Regions from separate parts of the Mus musculus genome. Here region 2 is linked to region 1. A link is a contact called in public Hi-C data. All regions are on one chromosome and are shown on one strand. The core of a region is the stretch at or near the end of the contact, and the rest is flanking DNA. Distances in the headings are between cores, read along the strand shown.

Region 1 (5,148 bases), core at 1,101-3,600:
CATTGTGGATAAGGATTTGATTACAGTGGAGGCCCAAACATGTTGATGGAAGGATGGGGTAAGCTACCAAAACCTATAGAGAACTAGGAAATGAAAAGTGACAGCTAGGTGTCACTGCTGATTTGATGTATATTATTTGCATAATATTTGCATAAATAACCTATACCAAATAGGTAGTGCAAATTAAGAAATGTGAATTTAAAAACTACAGAAGTGTGAACAAGGTTAAAACAACAGATAAGATGTATGGAGGCACACAGAGTTTAGCCATAGAGAGAGGCAGTTATAATCTCAAAGACTTTGGGAGAAAGACAATGTTATTAGGGACAATTGAGAGGAAGGAACTCTGGCAGCAGTGACTGCCCTCGAAGCATGAAGTTTCTGTGATGGGACTTGGTACTGTAGCGGCACCGGACAGGAGAAGCTGAGTCCAGTAGAAGGCAGAAGGAAAGCAGCCTAGGCTAGGCTGACAATGAGACCAGCCTATGGTCACATCATATCACAGAGTAGAGAACTCATCTAGAGGGGGCTGGGGGGAAGTTTGCAAATACAGAGCAACGAGCTGGAGCTGTCCTGTAAGAAAATGCCAGATGTCAACAACCAGACTGCTACCATGAAAGCAAATCAGAAAAGGAAAGATTGAGAAAGATGGAGCAGTGGGCCTTAAACCTACCTTTCTTTATGCCTAGGATTATTTTCTCTCTGTAAAGTAGACGTGCCAGAAGTCACTTTACAGTCCAGCAGGCTCCAGCTAGAAGCTGAGAGTTGGATATGTGAGCAACTTTCAAACTTGTCCTATTTTTCTGTGGCTCATTTTGTGCTTTTTCCAACTTCTTCTTGTGTTGTTTCTCTCTCTCTCTCTCTCTCTCTCTTTTAAGAAAATTTGGTTATTGAATAATTGTTAGCACATAGCTTGTAGCTGATGCTCTCCCTGGAGGCTTTCCACTTTGCTTGGTAATAGTCAATCAGCATGCTTCCCTCCCGACCACATTAACATCCGAGATGGTGAGATAAACAAGCTCATTAAAAAGCAAGTTGCTACGTGAAGCAAACACCTTAGAGTGATAAGGCTCGGCATCCTTCGTGGTGGGCCCAGGGAAACAGTATTAGCAACCTGACAGTGGTCTGTGTCTAAGGGAAGAGCTCAGAAGGAAGCCGTGGAATTATTCAGTCAGCCTTCTCCATTTCTAACACCACGGGGAAACAGCAGGCCAATGCCCTCAGAGAAGATCGTTAGGACGGCACACTTACTGGAGAATATTCTCATTCACATAGCAGGACGTTGCCCATTCGTTCAACATTTATTGAGTCTACGTGACAGGCACCATGCTGGGATCTGGGCCTCTACGGACAAATAAGATACCATCTTGGCCACAAGAGGGCTCCTCCTCTGCTGAGTGAGGCTTCTGATGGGTAAACAGCCACAGGGAAAGGGTTAGTGCATAAGGCCTTTGAAGAAAACAGGAAAAAAAGATGGAATTAACTTGACTAGGGATGGAGACAACTGTTCGGGGACTGTATCCTCTGTCTTGACTTCAGGAGCAGTTAATACAGCATCAAGTGCGTAGTATAACTAAAAGCTTTGCTAAGCTCGTCTTGCCTTCTACACTAAACTCGTTGGTGAAACATTTTACCAGGGACCATGTGATGTGACACAGCTGAAGAGTTGAATCGATTCCCCACACCCCAAGATGGGTAGAAACTTAAGTGTACACAGCATCCAAGCTGCTCATGGTGTCCTGGGCTAAATGCCTGACTGACATGGTTCGGGATTCCAGGAGGGCAGGCTACTGAGAACTAACTTGTGTTGACAATGGGCATATGTGACCTTGACAGGTCTAAGATGGAATTTGTGAGATTTCGGGTTGAGCTGATCTGATTGTTGAGTAAATTTGGAGGTTCAAGGCTTACTTTCCCTCTTTGACTAGAAGAGGAATTCAAATATCTCTTGCTCTATAAAAGGAAGTATGAGAAAGTTAACCCTTATAAAATATATATTACCAGCTTTGCAATTCTGACTGCTGTTCAGTTCTTTTAATTTTCCAAAGTTCCCATAAAGGCAGGTTTTCCTCATTCTTTTAAGTCTGTGTCTTAGTCTGAGTCTTAGTGAAAGGAATTTGGTGTTCTAGTTAGCTTTGAGAACTAAAACTAGCCACTAAAGACATAAGAGGTGAGGAGGGTGGAACTGAGATCTGGCTGACCTTCCCAGCAAACATCCCACAGACCGAGCCTGGGTCTGGGCAGCCTTTTGGTTCTCAGTTTGCTTCACAGGTGGCTGCAGCTCCAGCCATGTCCTTGGGTGTCCTTGGAGTACCATTTGGCTGGTGAGTCAGGATTCTTGGCAGGCCTGTACCAGTCTGTGATTCAGTTCTAGGGGATTGTTGTAACAGGACCTCTTGTCAAGAGAAGAACAGCCAGTCCCCAGGTCTCAGTGTCACTTTAGAAAGAAAGGGGTCATCAGATGTTTGTATAAGTGCATTATCCGCTAAAGAAAGCTTCTATGTTGGCTAAGTTCTTCAGAAAAAAAAATTTTTTTTGCTTGTCCTTTTCTGAGCTGGTGTTGGTTCTGTTGATCTGGATTGAGGCCTGAGACTGGATCTTTCCCAGGAGGCTGTGGGAGGTATTGTTGTGTCTCTTCTCTAGGCAGCATTATACCCACAACTGTGTCCAGCTCTCCAGAGATAGCTCCTAAGAATTTCTTGAGTGATTATGTTCAACAACAACCAGAAAAGGCTACCAGTGCAGTTCTGTGAGATCACCGTGGGCTGTGGGTTCAAGAGAAGTGTGCCAAATGGGAGACTCTATTTCAGAAGGTTATGGAACCTTGAAGAGGCAGAGCCTCACTGCAGGACGTGGGCTGCTGGAGATGAACCTTGAGGTTTCTGTCTGAGCTCTACTTCCTGTCAGCTCTCTGCTTCCTGACTCAGATGCAATGTGACCATCTGCCTCGTGTGCCCACTTCCCTGCCTACCCTCTGTGGTAGACTGTATCCCTTCTTAAACCATGAGCCCAAAATACCCTTCCTTCTTTAATTTGCTTCTGTCGGGTGTTTGGTTACAACAATGAGAAACATAATTAATATAAATGACCTCTATTGGGAACAGAAGTTCGGTGATCCTGATACCACTCATGTGCCCCACTGTGTCCCATTATCACCTATAGGGCCTTGTCCCCCGATAGAAGTGGAGGTCATGTTGTTTGGATTTTATAAATCGGTAGATTTACAGTCTTGGAATTAAGTCCCACTTGCTCATGCTGGATCTCTATGCTAGCTATCACTGGGAATGACTTTTGCTTTGTTGTTGCATTTGCTTTCAGGTTCCTAAGTACACACGGGTCTGCAGTTTGTTTCCTTACAGCGTTGAATGTGGTCAGTACAATGATGGCATAAAACAAGTTGGGAGGTGCTTCGTGAAGCAGTTGGTATAAAATTGATGTAACTTCCTCCCTAAATGCTTGGCAGAACTCATGAAGTAAGCCACACAAATGCGAAGCTTTAGCTGGAGAGAGAATTGAACTACAGATTAAATTTCTTTCCTAAAGTTCTGATTATTGAGATTATTTCTGTTGAACAATTTTGGTTGTTTGTATCTATCTAAGTATTGATCCATTTCACCTTAGATTTCAGAATTATTAGCATGCGCTTGATAGATTTGTACTGGTAATGGGAGGTACAGTGGTATCTTGATATTGGCAATGCCACTCTTGATATTAGTAATTTGTGTTTTTATCCATTTTTAAAAAAAAGCTTCACTAAGTTTCATTGATTCACTCTATTGCTTTTCAGATCGTTCAATTTCAAATCATTGATTTTTGTCATGATCTTTATTATTGCCTTCTGCTTGGTTCAGATTCAATTTACTCTTTGTTTTGTTTTCCTAAGGTGGAAATTTGTATCAGATTCACTTGTGTTCTTCTGTCTCTGTCTTTTTCTCTGTCTCTGTCTGTCTCTGTCTGTCTCTCTGTCTCTGTCTCTGTCTGTCTGTCTGTCTGTCTGTCTCTATGTCTCTCTCTCTCTCCCTCTCTCTCTTGGTGCTAGGAAGTAAACTCAGGGATTCTGCGCACCAGGCACACACTCATACTGTTCCCCTTCCCCAGATAAAGATTTTTGTTTTTATGTAACTATCATTTGTTTTTAATTTGTTTTAAAGCTCTGGCTCCCTCTTGTACTGTACATCTTGATTGACTGTTTTCTCTTGCCATTTTGTTGCTCATCCATGTTGTCTAGTTCTACAACAGGGGAGCCCTCGAGTCAAAACCAGGAGACTAAAGAGAACAAATATCTAATGAGTTTCCCCAAGTTCTGTACTGGTTGCTTTGACTTTCCAACTTAATCTGAACATTAATGTCTACTTTCAGAATTCTCTGATAGTTGTTTGTGATGCGTTAAACCATTTATCTCTATAATTACTAGATCTCTCATTTCATCAGGGTTAGAAACTGAAATCCTATCCTGTGTGAGAGTATATTAGATGAATAGTAAAACTATGTATTAAAAGATACTCATCTTAGTGTGAAAAGATCCCTGACACCCTTGTATAACTCCCACCCATTCCCACCATTGTGTAATTCCCACCACCTGGGAAGAGGGGACAGGAAGAAAGACTTACAATATGTCCTCTGTTCCTAAAATAGAGTAACAGCCACTCACGCTTTCAAAAAGAATAGGAATTTCTGGGTCACTCTCAGAATAGAAGAATGATTCAAAATGGACTCTTTTCTGTAGAGTTTGGAGGAGAGGAGAGGAAAGGGGAATCCTGAACAGACACTCTCTGTAGCAAACACTCTTCTCATTCCTGTGACTTTGTATCCCGTAGAAACAGCTTAATGGAGAAGAAACTTACAACAGTTTCCAGGTTTCAGAGGGCTCCCTTCATGGCAGTTTGGCCCCATGCACTTGGAAAGAAAATCATAACAAGTGAGAGCCATGTGGCAGAAGCTGTTCTTCAGTGTTGATGAATGGAAAGCAGAAAGAGACTAGAGGAGGGAGCCGGGGGGACATGGTATATCTCCAAGCTCATGTTCTCAGTGATTTATTTTCTCTTTAGTACCTGCCAATAATACTATCATGTTATAAATCAATCAATGGATTAATCCATTGATTACTTCAGAACTTTGTCATCTAATGGTCTGTGAAATATCATCACA
Region 2 (5,148 bases), core at 1,880-4,379, 91 kb before region 1:
CCCATTGGTGACAGACAATCTCGTCAGGATCTCTGCTTTCAAATACTTTGTGTTCTCATGAGAATGGGGCTTTTGATGAGTAGGATCTTGACCTCAGGGCACCTTTTCTGCTGTTTCCTGTAAGATCTCTATTTAACGATGCTAAGCCTTTAAGGATTACATCCTTTTCCCCTATTGCCTGTGTCTTCATCTGCAACTTTATGCATTAAATTGCACATTTTCTTCCCTTTTCCTGCTTTTTATCTCATTGAAAACTTGAGTAAGATCAGTATGTGATAACCATACCATCAGCAGAATGCTGCTATGGTTGAGAGGTAGAGAGCCACCAGAGAAGTCTACTCAGTCATGGGCTTGAGCCAATAGAAAATCTTCATTAGCTGTCCAGCAACTACAGAGTGTTTGGGATCCAAGTATCACCCTGAGCCTTTCTCAGGGTGAGCTTTTAATTACTAAAACATATCCTAGGTTGATATATCCCAATTAGCAAGAACAATGAGCCAGAAGTGAAACTACAGAAGCTAAAAGTAAGATTTATACACCTAGGGATTTTCCCTGAATTATGGACTTTGATGGATTAGGCTTTGGTTTCTATTTTGACAGATAGTATTGCCTCGTGCTGGGTTCCATGGCCTGAATGGCATTTCCATTATGGTGTCAGTTGTACTAAGGTCTGGGGGCCTTGTTTGTCATCTTAAAATTTTCTTCTGTTGTTACAGAAAACCAAAAAAAAAATGAAAACTGAAAAATGAAAAGCTAAAAACAAAAACCAAAGACCATCCCCCCACACACGCAAATAAACCACAAACAAAAAAAACCTACCACTACAACCACCACCACCACCACCACCACCACCACCACCACCAACAACAACAAAACCAAAAAACCAGACAGTCAGTGGTGGCACATGTCTTTAATCCCAGCACTAGGAAGGCAGAGGTAGACAGATCTCTGTGAGTCTGAGGCCCAGCCAAGACAACAAAGCAAGTTCCAGGATAGCCAGTTAGGGCTGTTACACAGAGAAATCCCATCTTGAAATACAAAGAAAAGAAATAATGTATTACTTTTAGATTAAATCTCATCAAGGTTTTAAGAGACAGGTAGAAAGCAGCCTGTTTTTTTTTTTTAATTTTTTTTGATCAGAATATTACAAATGTTCTATAACAAAATTTCTAGTAGAGCTCTTATTCTCCTCTGAAACCTCAATAGGCCTTCACTGTCTTCATCTCTCTTGCCATCCTGGCCATATGCACAGCCATTAGAATGGCAGTTAAGCTCTGTTAACATTACTCTAGGACATCTCTCCCTATTGCTCTGAGCTCTGCCACAGTCCTTCTGCAAAATAGCTCTAAGGGTTTATAACCACATGGTCAGATTTATCATGGCAACTGCCCCACTTCTCAGAACCAATTTCCTGTCTCAACTACTTTTTAAATTGGTGTGACAAAAGCAATTGAAGGAAGAAGGTTTTGTTTTAGCTGACACTCTGGATGGAATCCATCACAGTGGAGATGGCAGAGAGCGGAGAATATCCCTACTGTCATGAGCCTTCCATCACATATAGGATAGAGGAGATAGAGACAAATATTCATCCATATACACAGAACATGCAGATGCCAGATGGTAATAAATACCATTGGATAAAAAAGAAGAGAAAACAGATAAAATACGTTGGAATAGTAATGCATATTAATTCAATTCATGTTTTTATTACTATCCTCACTGAGTGGATGAACAAACCAGAGGCTAAAAGTACATCCAAGAACACAGACTTTATAAGTGGCAGAGCTAAGATGTGCATCATCAATAGCTTGGCTCCACATTTGTGTATTCCTTCTGCTTCACACACTGCCTGCTTCACTCCACTTCTGGAGTTTTCTGCAGACTCAGCCCAGCTACACCCTTTGCCCATCCTTTTTTGTTTCTCTGCCCTTCACAGCCAAAGCAACTTGAAAAGATAAACAAATGTCCAGCTTCCTGCTTTGCTGATACTGAATGCTGGCTGTGTTGGGGGCAGCAGAGAAGCATGCAAGGGTGAATGTAAGATCTTAAACATGGACCCAGCCACAAGACCCTTCTTCTCATTGGGCACTTAAGGGGCTTTCTTGATGAAAATAGACTTATTGTGGCTAATATGGGTCACAGGTGGCAAAGGCCAGGGACTGACAAAGAGTTGAACTGGATTCCATTAGCACTCAAGATATTTTGCTCAATGAATAGCCATTGCTAGGGCATGCTGGGGTGTGTGGGGACTGCTCTTTAAAGTACCCTGCATTGCCCCACTGGAAATACTATATTTAATTTCAACTTGATCTGACCTTTAGTTTTGGTGGCATTTGCTAATTCTATGAAAGCAGCCATTACTGACTTCCCTGAAGCTTAATAGGAAACCAGCCCATTAGTTAAGCCTAGCTCAGCAGATGCAGAGGCTGAAGGCGTGAGAGTATTTCCCCTACAACCTGGGAGTAGATATAGAATGAACTTCAATATTTTAGTTTCTTTAAAGTTCTGACACAAAGAAAATCAAAAGGAAGTGACACTTAACAATAGGCATTTAATAATGTATCAGTTTGATATTCTAGGAATCCAATGGAAGCCAACTCTGGTAGAGTAGACCGGACTCTTTGGACAATAGAGAATATTCCCATGTTACAAGTATTTTAGAATTCCCAGTCACTCACTGATAGCCATTTGGTAGATTAGTGTTCATTTGTCACAGTCACATTCAGTGGCTCAAAACACACTGATTCTTTGTCCCTTGCCGCTAGGCACAGGTCCAGGATGGCTCAGCTGGGTTCTCTGTTAAGATGTTTAAAATGCTAAGTTGAGATGCTGACCAGGCAGAACTCTTATTTGGATGTTCTTGGGCAGAGCTTATTCCTAGGCTTGCTCAGGTGGTTGGCAGAATTTACCTCCTTGAACTTGACAGTTTTCTTCCAAACCATGAGATGTTTTCACTCTCTGACTTAATGGCTTCTTCCAAGGCCAGCAATGGACACTCATTGCTCTTTCTAATGCCTACTTCTTCTTCCAGCTAGAGGGCTCATGTAATCAGTTTGGGTCCATAGGTATAATGAGGTGTGTCCTTCCCCTGCTGTATGCTTGAAAACAGGAAGTTTATAGAGTTCCCTTTGCTGTATAATAGACATCTGCAGGTTCCGGTGGTTAGGGAGTCAAGCTCTTTGAGAGTGGACATCTGTCTCTCATATTTGCAACTTTTAGGATTCTGTAGGGAATATCTGTGTGGGCATTTTGAAAGCTAAAAATATAGTAACAGGTGAGAGGCTCAAGGAAATGAAACATTTTAGAAGTAAGAATACAGATGTTGTTATTAGAGCCACCAATTTTGTATAAGAATGAATGCTTGCAAATACAATTTTGTTAATATTTTGCTATCACTTGGAAGAACATCTACCCATTCATTCTTTTAACAATATTTATTAAGTGCTTCCTATGTGTGACCCTATTCCAAATTCTAAGACTATAGCTATATAGAAACAAAAGTCCATGTCCTCATAAAGCCACAGTCCAGGACTTGGAAACATAAATAAATATACAACATAATAACAAATAAAAAGTATTATGAAGGAGAATAAAGTAAGGGAGATGGAAGGGGCTATTCTGATGAAGTAGAAGTTGACAGTATCTTTTTAAATGTTACACTGTGTGTGTGTGTGCGCGCGCACACACACCCGCCCCTGTGTGAAAAGATGTCAGAAGACAACCTGTAGGAGCGTTCTTGCCTACAGTGTTGGTCATGGGGATTCAGCACAAGTTCACAAGTTGGAAGCAAAGGACTTTACTTATTTTTAAATTTCACTGTCCCTAGGTTGCATCAGAAATATGGTTTGTCAAAGTCTCACTGGGAAGGTGACATGCCAGTAGAACATGCTTTGAAAGAGAGTTAATATAGATGTTATTTGTAACTATAGAAGTTTTCCATGCATAGCCAGTTTTATAGGCTTCTTAGCCATGAGTTTGGATGAATTCCCAGTGGGAACACATTTAGGTGTGGAATAGAAAGAGCGAAGCTCTGCGTGGTGGTACCTGTTTGTAAATCACAACACCAAGGAGGCTAAAGAAGGCAGATCTCAAGTTGGGCCTGGGATTTATAGTTAGAGATCGTCTTGGGCAGTATTGTGAGTCTTTCCCCCTAAAATAGAAAAGAGTTTAGGAATGTTTCTTAAACAACTACACAGCTGAAGGGAGGCTTACCATCCAGGGAAAGGAAAGGTGACCAGCTCTCAGGAGAGAAGTTCAAGTGTGTCTGACAGTGTTTCCAAGTAGAGAATTTGCTCCAAGTAGAGTGCCAAATATTACTGATGGATCAATTAAGGTGAGAATATATAATTGAGCCCTGGACTCAACAATTCAAGGTCTTTAGTTTCTATGTCATTAGCACCACAGAAAACAGGAAGGAAGCATTTGAAGACAGCAGAGGTAGAGAACATTCAGGAGTTTTGAAGAGGAACAAAGAAGGGATGAAGTAGTTGGAAGGAAATGTGAGCATGGGTGAATGGATGGTGTGTTCATGCGCCGATGTTAGCGAAGAAGACGAGAGGGAGCTGCAGATAAACAAGAAAAAGAATGGGCATTCACTTCCACGAGAGACACAGAGCGTCAGGATTTGATGTTTCCCCCATTCATACATTGTGCTTAATAGATGTCAAGTGGAAATGTTTATTCTGTGACAGGCATGTAACACAGGGTTAGGTTTGATTTTATAGGAGCTTTGGTTAAGAGCTTGCCTGGAGTCTCAGAAGAAGTTTGGACTCTGCTACTATTAAAGTGTTACAACTCTTTAAGACTGTGGGGACCTTTGCGGTTGAAATTCATCTTGCATTACAAGATGAATGTGAGTCTATGAGGACCATGAGTAGAAAATTATGGTTTCAAAGTGATGTGTTTGGGTGTCAGGTTGGCCAGGAGGTAGCGCTATTGTGTTTAATCTTGACCGTGAACCTGAGTGGATTTAGAATCACTATGGGGACAAATCTCTTTATATGTCTAAGAGGGATTATTTAGATCAGGTTTTTGAGGTGTAAAGACACACTATAAATGTAGGCAGTACCATTTCATAGACTAGAGTCCTGTATGGCATGAGAAGGAGAGAGAGATGAGGACAAACCTCTGTCGAGAAGGACTTGAAAA

The links. Hi-C and Micro-C count contacts between places; a contact is called where the count stands out from the background.
Region 2: a Hi-C map of rod photoreceptor shows a contact between it and region 1, with 1.7 times the contacts expected there. The contact joins two enhancer-like sites. A contact is called at or near these places in 1 of 39 promoter capture datasets (the C10 cell line), 2 of 15 datasets of contacts at CTCF or cohesin (large pre-B cells and pro-B cells), 20 of 484 Hi-C or Micro-C datasets (the C10 cell line, DN3 thymocytes, the G1E-ER4 cell line and 14 more) and 1 of 115 datasets of contacts at active chromatin or transcription factors (large pre-B cells).

Annotation. Positions count from the first base shown.
Region 1 is chr1:166,791,038-166,796,185 of GRCm38.p6, reverse strand. No RefSeq gene overlaps it. Among named protein-coding and RNA genes, the nearest start is that of Gm33404, 62 kb to the left of the region's middle. Within about 2 kb of position 2,350, at least 59 of the 459 cell types and tissues checked have an H3K27ac peak or open chromatin away from gene starts, as enhancers often do. A contact at or near this core is called in pro-B cells, where this site is marked.
Region 2 is chr1:166,883,197-166,888,344 of GRCm38.p6, reverse strand. No RefSeq gene overlaps it. Among named protein-coding and RNA genes, the nearest start is that of Gm33404, 31 kb to the right of the region's middle. Within about 2 kb of position 3,129, at least 4 of the 459 cell types and tissues checked have an H3K27ac peak or open chromatin away from gene starts, as enhancers often do. A contact at or near this core is called in pro-B cells, where this site is marked.